3 separate regions of the Mus musculus genome follow, and all the other regions are linked to region 2. The links are chromatin contacts, called in public HiChIP or PLAC-seq and promoter capture Hi-C maps. All regions are on one chromosome and are shown on one strand. Each heading gives the region's core, a stretch centred on a gene start, on an enhancer-like site or on the middle of the called end of the contact. The rest is flanking DNA. Distances are from core to core; before and after follow the strand shown. Region 1 has its middle 6.5 kb from the start of Gm34964. Region 2 overlaps Ano1 (anoctamin 1, calcium activated chloride channel). Region 3 holds the start of Fgf3 (fibroblast growth factor 3).

Region 1 (4,317 bases), core at 116-2,615, 150 kb after region 2:
ACAATGTCTTAGTTATGGCTACCAACCACCTTTTTACTCTACCACCAGCTCTCCCATCTTCTTTCCCTTTTGCCTTGGCTACCAGGAAGCTCCCATCCTGTGTATAACCAAGGGCTGAGTTATCACCCCTGGCAGAGGAGCTATCGCTCCTCCCAGGTGGCTCTGCTCTCCTTCCTGACTTCCTTACCTGCTTTGGCTCTGCCACCTCTGGGGCAACTCCACGGGAAGGGAGGGGAAGGGAAGCCACACCCCCTCTCGTGATTGCCCACCTGGGCCTCCCCGTACCTCCAGGAGCCAGCTCCAGCCTCTGTCAAGGCCACGCAGATAAGATCAGAACAGATAAGGGCCCCATTGACCCCAGAGAAGGCAACAGGGCCTCGGGCTTTCCCCGCACTCTCCTGGCACCGGGCTTGCTTGGGAATAAAAATACCAGGTGTGGGTGGGTGTGAAACTCTGGAGAGACTTCCCAGCCTGGCACCACCTGGCCAGGACACCTCTCAGAGTTAAGGAGTGACAGGAAATTCCAGCCAGTCCCCACCCAGTGGGAGAGGTGGCCTTGGAAGCCCAAGCACGCTGGGTCCATCTATCTGCCCTTCTTTTTCAACATCTGCCAAGCCTCACTTTTTCTGTCTGTAAAGTGGGATGACCATATGCCCTGCAGCCCAGGCTCCTTGAGAGCCCACAGGAGGTGCTGTGAATGATGTGGTGTCTCTTTCTCTCTCTCACTCTCTCGCTCCCCCCAAACAACCCTGAACACTGTTCACACTGTGCCTTTCTCAACTGGTGACACTCAGTCCCTAGTGGGGGACTTCTGGGTCCAGGCTATCCAGCTTCTAGAAGAGACCATGCCAAGCTGATGGTGACAGTGAGGCGGCTTTTCTGCCAGGGAGCCCTTTGCTGGAGGGCAGTGACTTCTTACCTCCTCTGTCCCCACATAACCCCTGAGGCTTTGAAGGGCTTATTTCTCCTCAGTTCTGTTTTCTGCCTTCTGCCCTCAGGTCTTAACAGGAGGAGGAAAGCCCAAGCCTGAGTGGGCTCCCTCCTGCACCTGTCGCACGAGCCAATATTCCCACTCATACGGGAGCCCAGCTGCACTGTCCCCCAGCAATGCCCTCTACAGGTGTGGTGGTCCAGGCTCCGATGCAGAGAGGGGTACAGTTCAGATCCTGCCACCCAGCAGCTAACCCTATGGTTTTCCCTGCCCATGAATAATGCTACCCATGTCTTGTGGACCATAGGAATGGTCACAGTAACCATCCTCTACATGCAGGGAACAGATCATGGAAGCCCTGGTGTGGCCCCAGGCCTCCAGGCCTCCACTCTGTCCCTGTGTGTGGATCCAGGCCTGAGCCAAGAGAGCTGTGCACTTGCAGTTTCCAAGGATGACCTCCAGTGGGCAGTACAGACTCCCTTTCTCCCATACAGGGCTCCTTCCCTGCCCCAACCTGGAACTGGAGGATACCCCAGGGAAGGCCACCCACAGACTGGGATTTCCTTCCAGTTGGACCTCCCAGCTGCCGTCCACTGCTGAGGTTGCCTCACTGGTGGGACACCGGCGGACACCGGCGAGGTGATGAGGAACCAGGCTGGGTGGAGCCTGGAGCACAGAGGGCCTAACAAGTGGTCAAGGGAGGGAAACAGGGAGCCTTTCCTATTCAGTCCTGCCTAGAGCAGATGTGTGGCACCATGGAGGCACTAGAAAGGGGGTGGGGTGGCCTTGAAAGGAGGCCAAGATATCTGCTGTGCTCTCACTAAAGCTTGGAGCCTGTTTGAGCATGAGCTTCCCCTTCTGTACGGGACTTGGGGAGAGTCCAGAGGCTCTAGGTACCCCCAGCTGATTAGGGCATCTGCTGCTGGCCTTGAGATGCTGGGATCTACCCAGGAGGCTCATCTGGAGATGTGGTACAGGACTCAGCCAGCAACCACACAATGGCTCAGTCCACTGTAGCCCAGTCGTTTCTGTTACTATACAGGCCCATAGCAGGAAGGGCCAGACAGGGGTGTTGCAGTGACCATGGTCACTGATGGAGACACAGCCATCTCCCCGCTGTCCCCACAGCTCATGGGGCTGTGGATTGCAATGCAAGCCAGGCCTGCTTCATGATATACGTGGTGTGAGCTCCCTACCAGTGTGAGCTCCATCAGGTGTTAGCTACTACTGGCAAGAGACACAGCTGTGATGCCCACCCCAGGACTGGCCTGGCCTCAGTTTCCTATCTGGGAAGTATGAACTGGTGTCAGCCAGACTCTCTCTTCAGCAAGGTCCTGTTCTACTCTAGAGTTTGCAAGGACTCCCCAGTGCCCCATGGTGAGTGAGCTGGGCCTGGGGCTTCATAAAACCCCCTTGTCCTTCATGAACACACAGAGCATGCTCAGTGAAAATAGCTAGGGTTCTAGGAGGACATGGAGCTGGGATGCCAGCTGTTTGGACTCTGATCCAGGCTAAGGGCTGAGGAGGAAGGTGCTAGCCACACCCCAGAGCTAAGCCAGCACAATGCAGCTGGAAGCTTGCCTGGGTGTGTGCTGTGCCTACACATTCTGAGGAGGACTATCTCTTCCTCTGTTACCTATTGAGCACCGACTGTGTGCCAGGTATCATTGAGGATGATTAAGACCCAGGCTTAGCACTCACACAGGGTCCTAGCCCAGTCCATAGGGCCACTCTGCTATGCTCCCAGTGGGAGATATGACTCAAAATAGCAGTAAAAAGTCCAAGTGGTGACAGTATCTCTAGAAGGTATCAGGGCCCACCATCCAATCACCACAGGGTCCCACAGGGCTGTCTCTCTCTGCTCCTAAGTACAGCTACCTTCTCCTCCAGGTGCCATGTCAGAAGAAGGCTCAGCTACCAACCCTCTGCCAGAGCAGGGACATTGGGTGCCCTTCTAGGAGTTCCCTACCTTGCTTTGCCACCCCTTAAAGCTAACTATTCTAGGTATCTTGGACTGTCTGGTTTTATGTCAACTTGACACAAAGTAGAGTCATCTGAAAGGAGGGAACCTCAATTGAGAAGATGCCACCATAAGATCTGGCTGTAAGGCATTTTCTCAATTAGTGATAAAGTGGGAAGGGCTCCGCCCATTGTGGGTGGGGCCACCCTTGGGCAGGTGGTCTTGATTTTACCAGAAGGCAGGCTGAGCAAGCCAGGAGGAGCAAGGCAGTAAGCAGCACCCCTCCATGGTCTCTCATCAGCTCCTACCTCCAGGTTCCTGCCCTGTTTGGGCTCTTGTCCTACCTTCCTCAATGATGAACTATGGTATAGAAGTGTGAGCCGAATAAACTCTTTTCTCCCCAATTTACTTTGTTTATGGTGTTTCATCATAGCAATAGTAATCCTGACTAGGACATAACTATACCGCAGCTGCCCCTGGTCCAGAACCCTGCATCTCCCTGTCTCACTGTGTTCAGCTGGGTTAACATGTCTTCCCGCTGCAGCCGCAGTGACTCCTGGAGGCAGCTGCAGTCGCAAACACAGTTCTCCATCACAACCTGTCAACCCTGCTCCCTGGCTCTGCAACCTCTTGTCCTCCCTGCATCTCTCTACCTTCCTTCATGCTGCCCCAGCTCCAAGTGTAACAGAGAATCAAGGTCTCCCACTGCTCTGGCCTTCGGGTGTGACCTTCTCTCCCAGAGGCCTCTGGTGATGTGGAGGGGACAGCTTCATCTCCCTTCTTCCCAGGCAACCCCTGGGGGTGCTAGAGGAGCCAAGTGATGGACCTGAATGGCCCTAAGATGGTGCCAGTGCCATGGGGCTGAGCACCATTCCCATCCACACCTAACCCCTGGGCTCTCCTTCTTCTGGTCCTAGGGAAGGCACAGCCACTGATTGGCTTCTGCTGGCCAGGAGTGAGCAGACTGGAGGAGGCACAGGCTCTCCCAGACAGTGAGGAGGCTCAGTAGCTCTCCCTGCTGGAGTTGGGATCTGCTCAGCTGATTCATCTGAGATGGGGACAGTGGCTCTGATGCCCTTGTCTTGAGGGTAAATGAGGGATAGTCACAACCCCGTGAAGGGGAAGACAACCCTTAGTTCTGCCCCTGGCAGCACAGTGTCAGCCTTTGGTCAGATCTGCCCACAAGCCTCCCCTGAACAGGATGAATTAAGTGTCCATCCCTTTGCAGTGCTCCCAGCTCCCTATTGTGGTGCTTAGTGGGACAGCCACTCACATATCACAGGGAGGTCCCCGAACCCCAAGGTCTTATCATCGAGAGTCAGGGGGGCTGAGGGAGTCTTGCACAGCACCCTTTCCAGGGCTGAAGCTGGGGGAGGGGCTGGCCAGTGCCACATATCAGAGATGTGGCTCGTGCCCAGTAGAGGCC
Region 2 (4,268 bases), core at 612-3,111:
GGCTGAGCCATGCATGGAATCCAAAATAGCAGGATCACCACCTTGGCTTGGAGTGCAGAGGCAAGTACAGCACAGGACAGACAGTGAGGAGGAGTCAAGCCAGGGCCGGAACAGCACGGAACCATAGTCCTGCTTCCTTCCTTAAGCATTTGTTTTGGCTACAGTGTGTTACACAATTGTCTTCACTTGGAGGATCCTGCACTGGATGGTAAGCGAGTCTCGGACCTGCCTGTATCAGACCGGGATGTGAGCTCTGTATGCTCCCAGAAGCCCTCTGGAGGGCCTGCTCTTATCATCCAGCTCTTCTGAAGGACACTTCCTATATCAGTCAGCACGACCTAGGTCAGGGATGGAAATGATGAAACGGTTCTATGTGGCCCCAAATATGAAAACATCTAAAACATTTATGACAAATCTTTACTTGGGCTCTGGGGATCTGAACTCAGGTCCTCATGTTTATACGAGTGCTTCTGCTGACCTGGCCACCTCCCTGTCTCCAGATTTTTTGTTTTTTGTTTTTAAATACTGGCTGAGCTCAAGGCTAGCATGAGATGATGGTATGTGCCATACCATGTGTGCATTAGTTCCCTGATAGACTTCTGTTCATGTAAATCCTGCATTTTTATGCTGTGGTCCCAACTTTCAAAGAGATGGTGTGGGAGGTGGTGCCACTGGGACCCTTGAGGGTAGAATAAGGAGCCCTTATTGAAGGGTTCCCTATTGTGTGAGGACATGGCCAGAGAGGGCACCAACACCCCAGGATCTGCTGCCCCCACAGGATCTGAATCTGGGATGTCTGGCCTTCAGGCCATGCAAAGAAATGGGGTATGCTCCCTGGATCGCTGCCTGTGATACCATTATTCCCATCAGGAGAGATGCTTGCTCGGTCAGGGCTCAGAGCTGGGTTTCCAGGGAGTTCCAGGGCCTGGGACTCCCCACTGCCTAACCTTCAGTGCAGACAATGGCATCCCTGCATTTTGATGTGGGTCACTGAGACCCAATCTACTCGCTACAGAAGTTCAGCTCACGACCCACCACTGGCCTTTTGATACCAGCCAACAGCTGCATTGTAACTTTCTCCACATCCCCTTCCAGCTTGAGGTGGTGGGGCCCAGTCTGGGACACCACCATCAAATCTCAGGCTCTAATCTGACATGTCATTCAGAAGTCCCTCCAGACCCTGCCACTGGGCAGAAAGCACCATCCTTTGTTCTGCATGAAACTGACAGACGACTGAGACCTGTGATTATTCTATAATGTCGGAAAATTGATGGTGGCAAATAGCTAAATGGGCTCAAAGTTGCTCAACGTGACATTTCATTACGAGCTTTAAGATGTCAGACATGGCAGGCAGGAGCCGTCGGAAGCCAGGATTGCTGAGCCCACGCTAGTGAGGCAAAGATTAAAGAGCATTTTTAAAGATTAAAACAGCAGTTCTGGGGGGACACTGAGCCCCACTCCTCATTGCAGCCAGCGGGGGAACAGTACCGCAGGCCTGCCATTGTGCAGAGCTGGGAACAGCTGGAGTGCAGGAAAAGAGCTCAATGGAAGGAGGGATTTGGGGAGAACTAATCCTTCCGAGGGTAATGAAAGGGTAATTGATGAGGGATTTGAGATCTCCGCTAAAGGCCCTTGACAGCTCACAGTGCAAAGGACCCAGGATGGCTTTTCCTGCTTACTTTACTACTTCCCGCAGCTCTCTCCTGTGGGCCCCTTCTTGTTTCTTTCCTTTGGACATAAGCTTCCTTTCTCTGATGCAAGGCCTCTTTCTCTCAAATGGGTGGGCGTGGAGCCAGCCAGTACTTGCTTCTCTACTTGATGGACAGGCACACAATGGAGACATGCTGGTGAGACCCCAGTCTCAGAAGAATGAAAGCTTCTAGCTGCTCTTCCTCAGGCCTGGCAGTGCTTTGAAGGTGCAGAGTAATGGGGTCTCAGAGAGAGGCCGCTGACAAACTCCCACCATCCTGGCTGGAGCAAAGAAATTCTGAAGAGACTCCTGGGCCCCTCCCTTCTGCCATCAGACTGTTCAAACAATGGAACTCAAGGAATTGGAATTTTCCCAGGAGTCTCATGCTGAGGAAGAGAAAAGCTGAAGCCTGGTGCCAGACAGAGGGGAGCTTGTCTCCCCAAGAGACCTCACACAGGTCTGAGAACTTGTCAGACCACCTTGCAGGAGAGACTGGAACTGAGACAGTGATGGGTCAGTGATGGGCAGGACCACACCCTGACCAGGACTCTTAGCTCTGCACTCCTCCTGCCCTCTGTTTAAACCTAAGCCTCGAGTCCTGACCCTAAAGACAGACTTGGGAGTCACTGGTGAACTCTTTGACCCTCATCCCAGTGTGGCTGCATTGAATGGCTCTCCTCTCTGATTTACACTGTTATTTATCCGTGTAATTGATCAATTGATGGTGGCTGAGCCAGGCTCAGGGTTACCTGGGCCCAGGCTGACTCTGACAGCACTTGGAAAAGTAGATGTTCAATGTTCAATAACAACTGGCTCATTCCTGCACCATCACACACAGGCATTTCATGAGAAGCCTCCCATTCCCAGCCTGAGAGCCATGCTGGGCAACCCCTTCCTGTGTGCCCTCACCACTGCTTAGGGCACACATCTGCTTTCCCAGGAAGGCACCTTGCAGGGGCTAGGAGAGCATTTGAATGTCAAGGTATGAACAGAGAGGAAAATGGGCAAATGGCCCCTGTCCCCAGAGAACAGGCATGAGTGTTCTTAGAGGTAGGCAGTCAGGCAGACAGGCAGGCAAGCAGGCTGGAGAGCTGCCCTCTGTTTCAACCTGTGTGATGTCTGGCAAACCACTTAACCTTTCTGTGTTTCAGATCCCTCATTAGAGAATATACCCAAGATGTCTGCAGGTACAGGGCAGCCCACCAACCTTGTTCAGCACACAGATTTAGGGTCTTGGGTGACAACACAGTAGGTCAGACACGGTATCTCTCTAAACTGCACATCAGCCCTAGAAGTTGCTCTTTGGCAAGCTCCCTGAAGGATTCTGAAATGGCAAGTCCTACCCTCACTGGGAGGAAAATGGGCAAATGGCCCTTGTCCCCAGAGAACAGGCATGAGTGTTCTTTCTAGTCATCTTCATTAGGGTGACACCAAAACATGGCAGGTGAGTGCATACACACATATGCACACACACATGTATGCATGCACACACATGTACACACACACATGCACATGTGCATGTGCACGTGCACACAACATACAGACACACACACTCAAGCATGTTCAAGCGCACATGCATGTGCACAGGTACACATGTGCATACACATGCATGCACACATGCACACTCACACGCATAGGGTCTATTCCTACTACTACATAGCTGCCAGAGGGAAGCTGAGGTAATCCCTCAGCTGCTATGCATATTGCTAGGCCAGTGAGATAGTAAGCAAGCTGGACCAATGTGACCAATCTGGCAGTGTTCTATGCTTGTACTGGGGCTTGGGGTGTCACTGTGGGGTGGCCCTAGGTGAGCAGTGTGTGCTCTAGCCTGGGGCAGCAGCAAGGAGGCAGGAATGAGAGAGTATGAGAGAAATGGTGTCAGAGGGACGGAGTCTGTACGGCCATCGCACACACCCCCTGATCCTTATACACTCGAAGCAGAAGCAAGAAGAGTAGGAGTTCAAGGTCATCCCTGGCTATAGATCAAGTTCAAAGCTAGTGTCAGCTTCACGGAACCCTGTATTTAAAAAAAAAAAAAAGTCAAAAGTAAGAAAAAAATCTTTAAGAGGCACCAGGTGCCACCTTCTTTGGAACAGGATACAGAGTAGGGACGACAGGTCTCTGCAAAGGCAAGATGGATGACTCTGTACACATGGGTGAGTCCACGACAAAGGAGGTGTTACCCACTACCTGTGACAGACTTCATTCACTGTTGGTGAACACTTCCCACCCTCAAGGCTAGGCCATGTGGGTGGCACTTCGGTGAGGACCCTTCAAGAACCTTTAGGGCTGGGGCACAGCTCAGTGATAGAACCCAAGCTTAGCCCCTATGAAGCTGGCTGCAGGAAGCTCTAGTTCCAACCCTAGCACAGCCACCAAACAGACAAACAAACTCAAGGTCTGCTGTGGCAGGTTGTGGTTTCCATATTTGGGTTGCAGCCAAGTCGCTGTCTCTGGAGAGCTCAGAAATGATTTAGCTCAAATGAAGTGTGGGGTCACACAAACACCTCCCCTCCATCGGAGACCTCCTTCCTCCTAGAGGAGCCTCACCCTAGAGGTTGCTGCTCAAGCTCTGAGG
Region 3 (4,069 bases), core at 1,043-3,542, 210 kb after region 2:
TAGGCGCTGCTAGATAGTGACTGTATCTCTTCCCCAACATGCTTGAGAAACCTTGGGGTGGGTTCTGCCCCAGATGTAGAAATGGCAGTTTGGGCAACAGGTCAGAAGGAGGGTCTCATTGCCCACCCTCACAGTGGCATACTTCCTCCAACAAGGCCACAGCTCCTAATAGTGCTTTTCCCTGTGGCAAGCATATTCAAACCACCACAGTGCGTGTGTTTTAAAATTTATTTTTATGTGTACGGATACCTTTTGCCTGCATGTAGGTGTTTATACCAGATATGTGCCTGGTGTCTCCCTAGGCCAGAAGATAGTGTCAGATCTCCTAGAACAGGAGCTACAGACATTTGAGAGCCACCATGTGGGTCCTGGGAACTGAACCCATGTCCTCTACAAGAACAGCCAGTGCTTTTAACCAATGGGCCATCTCTCCAGTCCCTTTCTTAGATTTGTTTGTTTTTAAGACAGGATCTCAAGGCCGAGGCCAGCTTCAGATCTACTTTGTAGCCTTGACCCCAGGATTCTGCTTCCACATCTCCAGGGCTGACATGCAGCAGGCCTGTTCTAGCACACCTGGCTTCTGCACTTCTCTTGGCCAGGCACAGGAAGGTAACTGGATCCAGATGCCCTCTGGATTCATTTGTGACATCTTAGGAGCTTAGGTTGGTCTTCGAGACACAGGGCTGTCCCCTGTAAAGCAGGTTCCATCAGTGACTCCAGGGTTTTAGCAGTTCAGTGGCGTAGTTTTCAGACTGCTTAAGATTTCTCAGGGGCTAGGCGTGGGGCAGAGACCCTGCAGACCCTGGCTAGAACAGAGGCCCTGGGAGACAGTTGAGGGTGCTCAGCTGTGGAGGACATGTGCATTCAGCATGCTGAAGAGGGCCTGCTACCCTAAATGAGGTTCTCAGGGTGGAAAATGTCCCAGTGTGTGCTAGTAATAGCTTCTGTATCGTGGAGGTCCCCCCACCCCAACACTTCTCAGGATCTCACATCAACAAGGGCTTCCCGCCAGACTCCTCCCAAGAGCTCAGGATCAACTTAGGAACCAATGTTGTGACCCATGCCACAGGGTCCTGAGGCATGCCTGAGGGTAGTTGCTGGCCAGGGGACCGTTGGAAGCACAGGATGTGGGGTGGGACCTTTTCTGATACCTCAGGAAGTCCTTCTTCTTTGAGGCCCTTGGCAGATAAGGAACTGAGGTCAAGAGCTCAGGGTCCAGGGAGCTATTCCCTGAACCTGGACTCCCCCTCAGCCTGCCAGGTGGGCATGCGGGCGCCATTGTGGGATCTTCTTTCCCTTCGGTTCTGTTGCCCTCTGTATCTCCACATTCCTCCCCCTCTCCACTGCTCTCCTCCTTCTTTCTCTTCAGCCAAATCTGTCATCTGCCTCACCCACCTTTATTTCTGTCTCTGCCTAGATTTCCTGGGCTCTAAGGCTCTGTGACTCTATTGTCTCTGCTCCTATCTGTGCAGTCCCCTCTCTGGACCACCGCTGGGATAGACCACTCCCACTTAAGGTGTGCAAACTTCCTGTGCTACCTTCTGGTCAGTTAGGTAGCTTCGAGCTTAGAGTCCCTGGGCCGTTGGGCCACAAGACTGGACGCCTGAGGACCGCTCTGCGGTGTGAGAAGCGACCTGCACGAACCCAACCCCGGGCTCCCCACGCACCGCCCTCCGCAATTGCTCTGGATTAGGCGCCGCCTTTCATGAGCGTTTGTCAGCTAGACTTCCCCGCAAGTTGTTTGCGCAGACATCAGTCATCCACAGTCCCATTGTGCACCCAGGATTGATGTAAGGCGGGAGGGGGTGACAGGGCCTGGGGGCGGTTGCCTTTAGGCCTCGCTCTATAATTTTCCGAGGCATAATTGGTCTGGGGGCGGGGGCGGGGCGGGGACCTTTCAGAGGCGGGAGGGGGCTCAGGGCGCACGGCGGAGGAGCGGCGGCCCGACGGCTCTGGCCCGGGAGCTGTGCGCAGGCGACGCCCGGCCTGAGTCCCGCGCCCCCGCCAGGGACCACGGCCGCCTTTTGTTGTCAAGCGCCCTTTCTTCAGAACTGTGTTCGGCAAAGAAACACGACCCCCATTCCTGGGTGAAAATTCAAAGTCTTCTTTCTCCATCTCCCTCTCCTCTTTCTTGTCTTCTCTCCACTATCTCTTCCCCTCTCCTGCTCCACCCGTCCTTATCTCCATCTCCACCTCTCTCCACCTCTCCCTGTCTCCCCTCCTCTTCCTCCCTCCCCTGTCTCCCACCTCTTCCCGGTCCCCCTCTCCCTCCCTTCCTCTCCTAGCCACAGTCGAGCCGGCCTGGCGCGCGGGCGTGTGCTCCCAGCGCCGCGCCTTCGTGAGACCCGCGCTGGCGCAGCAGCCGCTGCGGGCGGGCGCGATGCCGGGATGGGCCTGATCTGGCTTCTGCTGCTCAGCTTGCTGGAACCCAGCTGGCCAACTACGGGGCCCGGGACGCGACTACGACGCGATGCGGGCGGCCGTGGTGGCGTTTACGAGCACCTCGGCGGGGCGCCACGGCGCCGCAAGCTCTACTGCGCTACCAAGTACCACCTCCAGCTGCACCCAAGCGGCCGCGTGAACGGCAGCCTTGAGAACAGCGCCTATAGTGAGTGTTCAGGTCCGGACAGGGAGGGGAGGGTGGCGGAAGAGACCGGAGGGCTCGGTCCCCTGCCGCCACGTCCTAGATAGAGGCAGAGCTGAGGTCAGTCCGAAGACGCCGCCGCGGTCCCAGCTACCGAACTCAGCAAGCTGCCCCGCCCGTCCCGCTCCCCCAGGAGCTGCGCGGGAGGCGACCCCGGTTCTGACACGTTTCTATTACTCAATGAAAAGCCGTTGGACAAGGATTTATCGCCCTCTTTATTGTTTTGACGACCCCGGGGTGCATGGCCAGTCCCTTTCGTTCTCTTTGCTCTCAGCCGATGCGCGGAGGACACTCCACTAGGCAGAGCTCGGTTTCCGCAACGCGGCATCTGACGACAGGCTTGTCCCGCGTCCTGCGCCCTGCAAGAGAGCGCGACAGGACAAACAGGCGTCCCCTCGTGTTCCGGATGCTGCTGACACGCACCCACAGCCCGCAGCTCGATCATACCCAGGGCCAGTTCCCGAGTATTGCAGGGTTTGGCTTCTTCAGTTGGGTACCCACGAGCGGAGCTGGACCAGGAGCGTTGCTCGCTGCGTGGGAGGGAGGCCGCGCAAAACTCACCGCGCCCGGGGCGCAGGAAGCCGAACGGGGGGCGCGGGCGGCGGGGGGGAACCGCAGCTTCCTCCTGCAAAGCCGCAGCCCCGCGGGGGCGTCCTGGGGACTAGACCCTGTCGGGCCTGGAGCGCGGGGCTCCTCATGCGCACCACTCCCCATTTGCTGGATCCCGGGAGGTCCCAGATGTAGAGGAGGGGCACATTCGCTGCCACCTAGGGGCACTCAGTCTGGTGCTCGTCTGGCGCCAGCTGTAGAGGCCTCATCCTGCACCCCTCCAAACCGTGGCTAGGGCAGAATCTCAACTGAGTCCGGTAATCTGGACCATGCTGGGTCCCAGCGGCCGCTCCCTAGAAAGGGAGTGAATCCTCGACCCACTATCCCGGGGGTCTTTGACCTCCGCTCCCCTCCCAAAAGCACTATACTGTTCACGGCAAAGGCTGGTAGAAGTTTGGTTGTTTTTGTATTTTGTTTGTTTTGTGTGCCACAGTGAGTGTGTGGAGGTCATTGAGCCACTAGCTGGAGTCTGGTCTCTACTTCCATCATGTGGGTTCCTCGATCAAACTCTGGTGATCAGTCTCTGCAACTTCTCTGTCATCTGCGCTGAGAGATTGTTAACTTTTGTACCTACTCTTAGGCCTGGGTGAGCCCTGTCACCTTTCCTCAGCACCCAGGCCCTTTTCTGTGGCAGGCTACCTCTCAGCACACATCTTTGGATCACTTGCTGCCAGTGGGGGGCTGGGCTGCAAACCCTGGCTTCCCTAAGAGTCTTGGCCACCTCCCCTTCTGGGTCTCCATCTGCTCTGGGGTTTGGATCTCCCAAACCATTATGTGTGGCTTAAGTTACTTGATGCTTGCGAGACCGAGGCATTC

What was found. Promoter capture Hi-C pulls out the DNA fragments that hold promoters and counts their contacts. HiChIP or PLAC-seq counts read pairs in DNA pulled down with a chosen protein or histone mark.
Region 1: an H3K27ac HiChIP or PLAC-seq map of embryonic stem cells shows a contact between it and region 2, with 4 times the contacts expected there. The contact joins two enhancer-like sites. A contact is called at or near these places in 1 of 39 promoter capture datasets (hippocampal neurons), 2 of 484 Hi-C or Micro-C datasets (bone marrow-derived macrophages and embryonic fibroblasts), 8 of 115 datasets of contacts at active chromatin or transcription factors (embryonic basal ganglia, embryonic forebrain, embryonic hindbrain and 3 more) and 2 of 9 other capture datasets (liver and pancreatic islet).
Region 3: a contact with region 2 is called in a promoter capture Hi-C map of frontonasal cranial neural crest, with 2.7 times the contacts expected there. The contact joins the promoter of Fgf3 here to the enhancer-like site in region 2. A contact is called at or near these places in 5 of 39 promoter capture datasets (the 3T3-L1 cell line, the HPC-7 cell line, HPC-7-derived erythroid cells and 2 more), 1 of 115 datasets of contacts at active chromatin or transcription factors (stem cell-derived neural progenitor cells) and 2 of 9 other capture datasets (adipose tissue and macrophages).

The regions. Positions count from the first base shown.
Region 1 is chr7:144,780,121-144,784,437 of GRCm38.p6, forward strand. No RefSeq gene overlaps it. Among named protein-coding and RNA genes, the nearest start is that of Gm34964, 6.5 kb to the right of the region's middle. Within about 2 kb of position 1,366, at least 24 of the 459 cell types and tissues checked have an H3K27ac peak or open chromatin away from gene starts, as enhancers often do.
Region 2 is chr7:144,626,685-144,630,952 of GRCm38.p6, forward strand. All of the region lies in intron 12 of Ano1 (anoctamin 1, calcium activated chloride channel), which reads right to left. Among named protein-coding and RNA genes, the nearest start is that of Fadd, 46 kb to the left of the region's middle. Within about 2 kb of position 1,862, at least 45 of the 459 cell types and tissues checked have an H3K27ac peak or open chromatin away from gene starts, as enhancers often do.
Region 3 is chr7:144,836,320-144,840,388 of GRCm38.p6, forward strand. It overlaps Fgf3 (fibroblast growth factor 3), which reads left to right and starts at 2,293. Exons shown (of 3, transcript NM_008007.2): 1 at 2,293-2,608. The coding sequence starts at 2,389. RefSeq lists a promoter at 616-2,301 and an enhancer at 1,432-1,470.